Regions from separate parts of the Mus musculus genome. Here region 1 is linked to region 2. Evidence: chromatin contacts called from public Hi-C data. All regions are on one chromosome and are shown on one strand. The core of a region is the stretch at or near the end of the contact, and the rest is flanking DNA. Distances in the headings are between cores, read along the strand shown. Region 1 overlaps Cfap97d2 (CFAP97 domain containing 2). Region 2 has its middle 16 kb from the start of Gas6.

The links. A called contact is a pair of places that touch in the nucleus more often than the background predicts.
Region 1: a contact with region 2 is called in a Hi-C map of bone marrow-derived macrophages, with 25 read pairs. The contact joins two enhancer-like sites. A contact is called at or near these places in 1 of 484 Hi-C or Micro-C datasets (bone marrow-derived macrophages) and 1 of 115 datasets of contacts at active chromatin or transcription factors (microglia).

Annotation. Positions count from the first base shown.
Region 1 is chr8:13,738,466-13,744,274 of GRCm38.p6, forward strand. It overlaps Cfap97d2 (CFAP97 domain containing 2), which reads left to right. Exons shown (of 4, transcript NM_001101519.1): 4 at 4,189-4,601. The coding sequence ends at 4,195. All of the region lies in intron 1 of Gm46032 (a long non-coding RNA gene), which reads right to left. Among named protein-coding and RNA genes, the nearest start is that of Cdc16, 16 kb to the right of the region's middle. Within about 2 kb of position 2,231, at least 96 of the 459 cell types and tissues checked have an H3K27ac peak or open chromatin away from gene starts, as enhancers often do. A contact at or near this core is called in bone marrow-derived macrophages, where this site is marked.
Region 2 is chr8:13,507,844-13,513,776 of GRCm38.p6, forward strand. No RefSeq gene overlaps it. Among named protein-coding and RNA genes, the nearest start is that of Gas6, 16 kb to the left of the region's middle. Within about 2 kb of position 3,253, at least 7 of the 459 cell types and tissues checked have an H3K27ac peak or open chromatin away from gene starts, as enhancers often do. A contact at or near this core is called in bone marrow-derived macrophages, where this site is marked.

The DNA of each region.
Region 1 (5,809 bases), core at 981-3,480, 230 kb after region 2:
GCGCAGACACACCTGGAGAAAAGGTACCTGCAGTACTTTCCTGACGCCTGTGCCCTGGACAACTCACCACCTGACCCTGCCTGCCCTCGGGGGTTGGGGATGAGTTGGCACAGAGTCAATGACACAGACCCCAGGAGCAAGTGAGAAACACTGCAGCAAGCTCATCTGAGCACTGCTGCAAGCTCCTTTAGTACCCTCCACCTATGTCCCATTGGTGAGAAAGCATCTCTTCTAAACAGCAGTTCCTGATTGGCTGGCATTCTCTGTGCCAGGAATCCTTGGTCTCTCAGGCAGTCCTCAGTTAGGTTCTCCTGCAGGAGATGCTTTTGTGGCTGCGCCCCCCACCCCCACCCCCTTGGTAAGCCCGCCCATAGAGGTAACCTCACTGCTGCTGTTCCTACTACACTTTCTTGTGAATGTACAGCTATCTAAAGTTCCTGACTCCATCAGAGTCACTTGGTGTGTGCTCCCGGATTCTTGGCTGTCCACTGCCTTAGGTACATTACTCAGTGGGTAAATGTTTCAAATCATGGAAGCCATAGTGAAGCCTGGGGGATTCTCCCTTCTCCCTTCCCAAATTTATTTATACAGAGATAAAAATGAGTTCGGCTGATTGATTATAGGTTCAGGGGAGAGTCTGGTGAAATTGGTGACTCGATCAGATTGTATCCATCAAACCTCAGTATGAAACTGTGTGATGACCTGAAGTAGCTGTTCCACTCAGAATCCAGGACCAAAATTACATAAATAGCCAGGAAGAATTTGCCAGAAAACTTAATACTCTAAACCCTTCCTCTCCACCTAACCCAAATCACTGGCAAATTCCTAATTGAAAGTTAAGAGCAATTCAGTTCTGTTGTCATCATCCTTACAGATGTCTCAATGAATCAATTATTAGGGGTTTTAAATTGTCACTCACTGTCCTTATGCAGGATGCTGTTTTTAGAACCAACCAAGTCTCTTCTAGGGGAAAATACAGATACCAAATTAAGTATGCTAGGACACAGTTCCTGCCCTGATCAAGACCCAGCCCAAAGATTCCCTTCCTCAGACCTCCTCCCAGTGACACCTGGCCTCTTAGTCCCCACTGTCCCCATAAGCACTAAACTTAGCTCTTATACGACTTCCGAGCACATGACCCTCCTGTTACTTGCTTGAACATTTCTTCTAAGTTCCTGCGCCATTGGGACAAGCACATTTGCAGAGATGTATAAGAGAAAGCAATTACTAATTAGCAAAGCACTAGGGAAATTTAATCCACTTTTAACTTCATTGAGAGCCTGAACGTTTTGTTTCAAACCTTGGTTAATTACAGAGCATTAGCATTTGCTGCTGTAGAAAATAAGTCATTGACATTGTGTAAATGAGTTATCAAAGGATGTTTTTAAAGACAGGATTTCACTATGTAGGTCAGGCTGGTCTTGAACCCAAATCCTTCTATCTATCTCCGCCTCCCAATTGCTACAATTACCAGCATGCATACCCTGCCTGGATTCAAAACTAATTTTTTTATTTTTTCCCCCAAGTATATTGGAAGTTTAAAAAAATTTTTTTTAAAAAGTATTGCTACCTTTGCCAAACATTTGTTTATGTCTTATTGTTAACGTTTCTGCTTTGGTTTTATTCAAGGATGCCTTTAAGGGCAAAGATGACTTTTTCTTTTCACCGAGTCCAGAGTTTTTACTGAGTACTGTGTTTTCTCTCCTGATTCTGCTGGCTGTTTGTCTCGTTATCCTCCCGTCCTTTCCACACGGTTGATTTTTTCGAGGCTGTCTTTTTTTTCTTCCAGTGAAAATGTCTAGAAAATACTTGGAAGAAACTCCCCACTCAGCCTCTCATTTTCTCATTGGGATATCTTGCTCTCTCTCCTTTACATAAAGGAAATGGTGAAGCTGCTGAGAGAGGGAGAGGCTAAGACAGAGACATAAGGGACGGCTATTCTGCTTGGAAACCGTGCCCTGCAGCTACCACCCACAGCCCACACTCCATGTGGGATGTTGCCAGCTTGGCTCTTGGACAAGTACGCCCTACAAGGGGTGGGTGGGGGTAGGGGAACTTCTTCAGGGCAACCCCACCTCCTCCAGTGTTCACCTCTGGGCCTACGGGTGATTTGTCAGAGGCTCTGGAGTTTTTTCCTTTTCGTGAAAGACAGGAAACAGCTGTGCTGTGGTGGGGAGGCAGCTTCCTGCTAAGAGCCTTTCAGGCCATCTTAGGCATTTCCAGAACCTTAGCTCTGTGTGTCCACGGGAGAGAGTGAGGGACACAGGCTGCACCAGATAAGGAAGGCCTTCTTCTTAGGTGACTTGGCCTTTTGTTGTTTAGTTTTTGAGACAGGGTCTTACCCTGTAAAGAGGCTAGCTTTGGACTCCCAGAGATCTGCCTGCCTCCGTTTCTCAAGTCCTGGGATGAAAATTGTGTGCCACGATGTCTTATAGGTGCCTCAACCTTTCATAGAAGTAAAATTTTACACACACACCTAAAATTCTGTTATCAGAAAATGGCAGGTGTGAGAAGGGATAGGACTCCACTTTATAGGACTAGAAACCTGGAATGCACCCTGATGGCTGGCTAGCTTCATCTAGAACTTTTGCTGGCCCTGACCATCTCACCGGCATGCCAGAGAAGACAGCCCTCTCCTAGACACCTCGGCAGCTTTTCCCACATTGCTGCTTGCTCCCTACCTCCAATAAAAGAAAATGCTCTGCTACCAGGAGGCTATCTATAAAAGCATCCACTAACACACTGGCCATCCTGGTGCTTCCTGGCATAGGTGAGTGGAAGTGCATAGCCTCTACCATCTCCACACGGACACCAGAAAACAAACAAAACCCAGAAATTATCAAAATGATAAAGCCAAATAAACGAACTCCTCCTGAATGGTGGAGCAGTAGACACACTCTAAGCTCTTCAAGACAGCCCCATGGTCCCCAGAATCAGTAAAGACAGATGGACCTTATCTCCTGCACCCACATGCACCCCTGTGAGGGTTAAGTGAGCAGCATTTGCCAATAGACTATAAAGTTCCCGACCCTGGAAAAAAACAACAAGTTTTAGTTTCTGTCCTTCATCACCATATACTTCTATCATATGGAGCCAAAAATCTGGAGTTCAGGTGATACCTTGAAGCCAATGGTCAGTCTCAACAATAGAACTAAATAGCAGAAATTGTTTGATCATTTGACGACATGTACACCCAAGGAAGATACACAGATGACCAATGAGCACATAAAAAAGACCCATCCAGCATTGCTGGGGAAGTGGGAGTCAGTACTAGTGAGATACTTCACACTTCTTCACACTTCACACTTGACAGTCACTGAGCCGACTGGAACCGCAGATGATGCTTGGAGATGCGTGTGAGGTGTGTGGAGAAACCCGGAGATGCTATGGTGATGCGCTTACTTTGAAAACATTGCTGATTCCTCTAAAAATATTAGACAGCAAGTGCACGCCCGAGTAGAGGAGAGAACCGGGGCCACAAACACACATGAAATGGTACACACACCCATATCTGGATAGCATTTTAACACTAGTGTGCACACTGGTCATGAGCAGACAAAAAAGAGGCGTATCTGCCAATGGAATATTATTCTACCATAAAAACATGAGGTCTTAGATTGCTACCTCATGGATGAAGCTTAGAGGCATCAGTGAAAGAGCCAGATGCAGAAGGTCACGTGTAGGTGATGCCCAGACAGGTGACCCTGGTTCCTGGAAACTAGGACGGAAGACTTGGGGGGAAATAGTTAAGGATTATGGTTTGTGAAGTGTTGGTGATTATAATGTTCTCAAATTATGTTGTAGTTATAGCTATACATCTATTAATATCTCTAAACCACAAAAGCATCCACTTTAAAGGGAGGCTTTTATAATATAGTGTTACTACACGTCAGCCCAAGCACTATAAAATAAAGATATGAGCCAGCATGGTGCCAAACACTGGGAGAGAGAGGGCAGTAGGATCTGGGATTCAAAGTTAAACTCAACTATGTAGGAAGTTCAAGGCCAGCCTGGGCTATGCGAGACCTTGTCTCAAACGAACACAACCTCACACAACAACAACAAAAGATTATGTAGTGTATTCTAAAAATAAAAATTCAAGGGAGGTGCTCCATCCTCCATGCATTCTGGAGAACTGGCCTGCTTTCCTGCTCTTGCCTAAGGAATGTGACTGTTCCTGTCCCACAGGAGCTGAGAGGGACGGCCACAGCCTCATCTGGACGCGCAGCCTGAAGCCAAAGGGGTGAGGGTCAGAACCCATCCACTGAAAGGAGACCAGGGCCCAGATGCTCCGATGAGGCCTTCCTGTGTCTCCTTGGGGTGGGGTGGGGATGGGGGTGGGGGTGTGCAGGTCTTGGGGCTGGTGGCCTCGCATCTGAGGCTGGCTTCATGGCCTCCAGGGACCGTCATGGGCACTGTGATGCAGCACTCCGGAGCTGCTCGGTCACAATCTTCACCAGATGACATAGCACAGCTATTTATTGTGTTTCTTGGACTGATAACCAAAAACAAAATATGCAGAGTAACACTGGACTTTCTTTTCTAGCTGTTAATACTTTTCTGAGTTACCATGAGTTTGGGTGATTGTATGTAATTCTCTTAAAAACAAAAACAAAAACAAAACAAAACAAAGAAAAACAAACCAAAAACCTCTCTGTGACTCTCAGTTTACCAAATATGTAAATCAATCAACTTGAGATCTTTAACCCGGATCCAGAATACAAGACCCAAAAGGTAAGAACCCAGTGAGTCCTGCAGAGCAACTAAGGAGTGTCTGAGAGTCCCTGTCTCTAGGTAAGATCACATTTCAGTTATATAACAATGAGCTGCTGGCCTATCTGCCTCAGATGTAACGAAAAAAGACCTCTTGCACACTTTCATCTGTTCATCCAGCAAAGGCCTATGGGGCTTCTGGCCATGGACGTGAGGAAGAAGCATGTTCTGTGTAAGCCGGGATCAGCCATTTCAGAGGAGAGAAGTCCAATTATCCTGTTATGAGTGTGTGTGTATGTGTGTGCATGTGTGTGTGTTTGTATGTGTGTATGTATTGTGTGTGTTTGTATGTGTGTGCATGCGTTTGTATGTGTTTATGTGTGTTTGCATGTGTGTGTTTGTATCTGTATTTGTATGTGTGTATGTGTACACATGCCCACACATACGTGTGTGTGCAAGCTAGTTTCATTTCTTTATGCTCGAACCCTTGAATGTCTGCTTGAAGGTCAGTAATAAGCTGAATGCTAGCTCCCCAGACTGCAAAGATCCCTTTAGTGCGCCATAGAAGGGTGGAAATAATGCAAGAGCCGGAGGTGTGCAGCGAAAAGACATTTTCCGGCTGCGCACGAGGACTCACTGTGGCTCCCTGACGGACTATTGGCAGTTCCTGGCTACTGGGGAAGGGGAGTTTCATCTCTTGGATCCCTGGAATTTCATATTCTTCAGTGGTATAACTTCAGTGAATAACTTCCATGTATGTTCATGCAAGTAGCTCTAATTCAACAAAGTGGCCAACACACTTGCACACACGTGTACACACACACAAACACACAGATGAAATAGGGCTGGAGAGATTGCTCAGTGGTTAGGAGCACAGTCTGTTTTTTCCAGAGGACCCAGGCACATGAATACACATATGCGCACACACACACACACACACACACACACACAAAAGTATATGAAAGGGGGCTGCAGAGACGACGCAGTGGTTAGGAGCACAGTCTATTTTTCCAGAGGACCCAGGTCCTGTTTCTAGCACACACATAGGATCTCACAACCCTCCCTATCTCCAATTCCAGGGACTCAAATGCCTCCT
Region 2 (5,933 bases), core at 2,003-4,502:
GCGCATCAGCTGTTCCTATTGGTTACAGTGCCCAGGGCATCCTTTGTGTGCAATTGCTCCATTGCACAGGTGTAAAGCAAGGCTGGTTTCTGTCCTTCCTCTTCTGTCCTATGGGCTGTAGTACTTCTCAGCAGCTGTCCCTCTCTGTTTACCAGTTTTCACAAAGGTAAGTTCTTAGCATCCCCAGTGGTGACTCGTGTTGATGCTGTTTTCAAAACTGTCATGAACTCATGAGGTTTGCAGCACCAGGAATGTCTCTATTCACTGCAGACATTCTCCTGGTTCCTTTACTGACGGGAAGGAGGTCATTACATGCTTTGGCCAATGAGAGCCTTCAGTGTAACTTGGTCTTTGTTCCGCATAGAGTTTAATAGGCGATTCTTATGTGTAGTGATGTTCATGACTGGGGGTTTTGAGGATAAAACTCCAGGAATGAGTGATCATGGAAGCTAATTTTTCCACAACAGTAATGCTTTTTAAACAAAAACAAACTCCACAGGCATAGAACACAGATGCTTGCCCTGTCTTCTTGCTACCACATTACTACCTGGACTTCTACACTGTGTCTGTGCACATCACAGGTGTCATTTTGGTCCCCAGGCTTGGGCCTGCCCTGTGCAGACCAGGGGAGGGGTGTGATGACATTTCTCCTTGTATACGCTTGGCTGGAAGTGAATATAAACACTTGTGCCCCTCCTGGGGTTATTAGATTGTTGAAACAACGATCCCATGAAGTTAGAATTATTCCAGGAATCTCACACTGGGACAAGGGAGAGGAGGAAGCCTGTGTTTAGCTAGAGGAGGAATTTGTCTCTCAGAAGACATTTCAAACAATTCTCAGAGCACCTTGCAGGCACATCTAGAGCCTACACATTGATGCAAATGAGGGGTGGACCACACCCTCACCAGGATTTAAACCTCCCTTTATTTAAACCTGAACTTCACTACAGATTGCTCAAGATGGACTTGGGAAGGGGCTTTGGGGTCTGCGGGACACTGAATTCTTCATTTATTCCTCTTCCCAACGTGGCCACATTAAACAATTCTCTTTTCTCTGCATCTCACCATTACTTGTCTGTCTAATCGGTGGACCGAGGATGTGAGGCTGAGTTTAGCTTGTTGGGCTTCCAGGGTCTGGTCTCTGAGGCAATCAATGCTCATAAGAATCTTGGTGAGCCAGCCGGGAGAGGGGTCACATTTTGGGTATCAGTCACTTGTAGCAAGTTGACCCTGAGTAGACAGGAAAGACTGAAAAGTTCCCACAGTGGTGAGATCATTTGTTCTACCACCCAGCCAACGCCTGGTGATGCAGAGACGGGATCGGGGCTGGGTCTCAGACCCAAGAGAATCTGGCCCTGGTGAGTCTCTGTGGTGGGTGGGGCACTCTGAGCACTTCATCCTTTTAGTGCAGGGCTCTGTGGAGCTGCTGTTCACTTTGAATCAATTCGACGACTGTCATTTGGTGACTGTCTTTGTCTTCTGTTTTATTCTGAGCCACTGGGGTTCTGTTGAAGAATTTGGGCATTGCAGTGTTTATGTGACTGGCTTTATCAATTTGCAAGATTTTTGAACTAATTCGGTGACCTGGCGTGACAGGGAAGGTTAACCGGTGTTGGTTTTTTGGGACCCTGCTGAGTCACAGGGGTTTTGTTGAGCCTTTGACAGGAAACCAAGCTGAGGGAATCTCTGTGGTGACCTGTGCAGCCATGGATAACATGAAGTCGGGGTGCTTTGGTGCTCCCTAGGGAGACAGCTAGTTGACAAGGCTGTTACGAGCGTGTGATGGTTTAATGTTCTTTTGTGTCATTTTGTTTCTAAAGGAACATGGGGAAAAAAACCCTCAATCTATCCCTCATTTTCCTGAAAGTAACTAAATAGCGGACCTCTGATAACACATCATTTTAAATTTCTTTGAACTTAGTACAAGGCAAGAGCACCATTACTGGTGAATATAATTTATTTATGCATGAGTATCAGTGTTTGGGAGCAACATAATATATAGAAACTATTGCTTATGCATTATATATAATATGTAATGTTATATATAATTATATATTAAATATGTTATGCATAATATATTACACAGTATGTGTATGTTATATATTATGTAATATAATATATAACACATAATTATGTAATGTATATAATATTCATGGCATATTTACATATATTTTATTTGTATAATATCTAATTATATATTCATTTATGTAAATAAATATCTCAGTCAGGCCTAACTAAAATGTTCACTAACTGAAATGTTAATTTTGAGGTTATTAGCAAAATGGTTTGTGTCTGATACTTTCAATATTAATTTTGGAAACTAAAGCTGAGAAAAATGTTGTTATAGAAATTACAAAATATGTAACTACATTGTTAAATTATGCTTTTGTTAAGGCTTGGAAAAAATTTTAAAATTGCCTTTTAAAGGCAAACTTAAATTTCAAGGATTAATTTTAAGAAAGGCTTATTTCTAGAGACACTTTAATAGTTTCTAGGCTTTGCCCCACATGACATATATATACGTCTTGACAGTATTGAGAAGGGTTAACTGTGCTACTGGGATAATAGTTATTGTTCAACATTAGTTCATTGCAGAGAGATGCTATTGTAAATAATGTTATCAGATTAGATGTTTTAGTATCTAGTTTAGTTATCCCAATTTTATGTTATACTAATACAATTATTTCCTTCTTACTGATTGTATCTTAATAGAGTCAAGGTTTCTTTAAGGGTCTATAGTAAAGTTTTCTAAATGACCACTTTGTAAACAACTATTTTTAGGTGACTTTAGTATGTTTAACCCTATGACTAGAAATGCATAGAAATGTGCACACGAGCTTTATGCACTGTGTAGAAGTTTGTAGAGCTAATATATTATATAATAATATATTTATACAGCATTTTATCATATTTATTATTTTGTAATATTTTATATTGTTTTATAATATAACATTGTAAAATTATTACATTTATTATAATAAGAGTTTAATATATTAAAGTACAAGAATGGACTCTGGGTAGGCTTAACTGAAAAGCCATCTCATCTACAATTCTTAGTTGCTTAATACTGGACAGAAAGGCTTTATTGGTACTAACTCTTTGTCATCTTTCAACATATACATACAGACACACACACACACACACACACACACACACACACACACACCCCATCAGGTAAGATCAGACTGACCAGAACTGACCTCATCCTGGTGACAAGAGACAGATAAACCACAAGACAGATAGTCAGCACAATGTCTTTAGAGAAAACTGCTGAGAGAAAGAAAGGGCAGGACATTTTCTGAATCAAAACAGCACTGGGTGGGCGTGCTGATGCCTGCTTCTGACTCCAGCAGCTGCGGGCCTGATACAGGAGAACAGGTTTGAGGCCAGTCTGTGCTTCATGACAAGACTCCATCTCAGAGCCAACAACAAACACCAAGCAACCTGTGCCAGTCTTTCCAAAGAAAACTGAGTCCAAGGGGTCATGGGGAAATGGTTCTTTCTTACACATGGTCACCTGACACTGTCTTCTAATGTTGGTTCCTGCATGTATTCTGTTTGTGATGTTTCAGACACAGACGTGTTTTAGGAAGTTTCATACCAAATCCCTCAAGCTTGAGATGTGGGGCTGGTGAGATGGTTCATCAGGTAAGGGCACTTGTCACCCAAGACTGACACTTGGGTTCAATCCCCAGAACCCGCTGACACCTCCTGTAAGGTGTCCTTTCGCCCTTACATGTACAGCTTGGCATGTGAGCTCATGCACACACACACACACACACACACACACACACACACACACACACACGCATACACACAGGCAGGCACACACAGAGGCAGGCACACACATGCTCTGTCTAAATAAATAGATTGATAAATGTTAAAACTTTTTTAAAAAAGAAAGATAGAGGGGCAGTGGTGGCGCACGTCTTTAATCCCAGCACTTGGGAGGCAGAGGCAGGCGGATTTCTGAGTTCGAGGCAAGCCTGGTCTATAAAGTGAGTTCCAGGACAGCCAGGACTACACAGAGAAACCCTGTCTCAAAAAAACAAAAAAAACACAAAAACAAAAAACCAAAAAAAAAAAAAAAGAAAGAAAGAAAGAAAGAAAGAAAGAAAGAAAGAAAGAAAGAAAGAAAGGTAGGTAGGTAGGTAGGTAGGTAGATAGATAGATAGATAGATAGATAGATAGATAGATAGATAGATAGAGGTGTAAAAGCAAAGAGCCAGGAATTGCTCCTGGCTGAACAGAGACGTTCTGATGGCAGACATTTGTCCTTTCACTACCAAACAATTGAAACACTGGTTCCCAAGAAGTTGGGATTTCCCCAGGAATCTCCTGCTGGGAGAAGGGAATGCTTGAAGTCAGGTGCCAGCTGGAGTGTGAGCTGGTCCTCAGGATGAGGCTTCGCAGCAAGCTTCTGAGGACTTGTCAGACTACACAGGCGAGAACAGAGCCGAGACAATAATGGACTGGTTATGAGCAGGACCGCACTGTGACTAAAACTACACACACTGCTTGCCTTCTTTTAGCCTATGTCTCACAACAGCACCCCAAAGGTAGCCTTAGAGGGTACAGGGAGCCACTGGGGCTCTTTATGTGGTCTTTTTCCCAATGTGGCCAATTTGAATCACCCACCTTCCTTGATTTTCCCTATCACTGCTTGTTTAATTGATGTATTGAGGGTGGGGCTGAGCCTGGCTTGATAGAGCTGCCTAGTAGGCTCTTGAACATCCTCTGAGGCTGGACCCCAGGAGAAGACAGCCAAGCTTGCTGTGTTCCTGTTCAGTGTTGATAGGAAACCCAGGGTCTGGAGTCCCAGGAATGTTGACAAAGAGCCCAAAGCTCTTCTCTGGAATCCATGCTTAAACATGGAGCCTCGTGAGGGAATGAGACAGCTTGAGCCACCTGTGGTGGTGAGTCTGTGGTCCTTTGGTGAGTCTGACATGTCTCCTGCTCTTGGAACACTCAGGCCCCATCTGCCTAGCGCTTACGAGCCATCTGCTCCATATAAAAATGTCACTCTCCACGTGATGCCTATGTGGGCCCAGGGACTAAGTAGGATGAGGAAATTCCTCTTGACCTGGAGGAAAGGGTTGGAGAATGCGCATGTCTGTATACAACTGTGAGATATGTTCATGATATACGCCACAGTCACTTCCTTCTGGTGCCTCCTGGTGCCTGCTGAGTCTGGAACCTGGCCAACATTCAACAAATATTTATTGAATATTTACTGAATGAAAGAAGCACACCCCTCCAACAGCCCACATTTATTATCTTCCAACTCAGAAGCAAATGTACTTTTTGTATGGTCATAAGGACCTGTGTCTGATGTCCTACTAGTCACATAGAACTAGAGTCTGGCTACATGTGCCTATAGTCCTTATACTGGGGATGAAGGAGGCAGGAGGATCCCTACAGGGCATGCTGTCTAGCCTAGTCCACAAGCTCCAGGTCCAGTCAGAGAGTCTCAAAACCTAAGGTGGAGGACAGTCGAGGAAGACTCCAATGTCAGCCTCTGGTCCCCACATCTATATATACATATGATATTACATTCTTAGTCATCTTTGGATACACGTAGCCCATAGTACAAGGGCTAGACATGACTGGTAGAGGCTCGGGCATGACTCTAGTGGTTCCCATTTCTAGAGGTGCTGCATGCTTAGCACAGGCATAGGTGGTCTGTCTGTCTGTCTGTCTGTCTGTCTGTCTGTCTGTGTCTCAGAAGGACCTGTGCTTACTTGGGGTCTTTTGAAGTCTTTAGACAACCTACATCTCAGTTCCTCATCCAGCCATCTCTGCAAGGACCTTTCCATGCTATAGTGTGACAACCAGGTTCCAGGGCTAGGGGGCACATTGGGACCATGCTGTCTGTTGACACTCTGGAAGCAGACACAACTCTATGATGCAAGGGCAGACACTATTGATTGCTC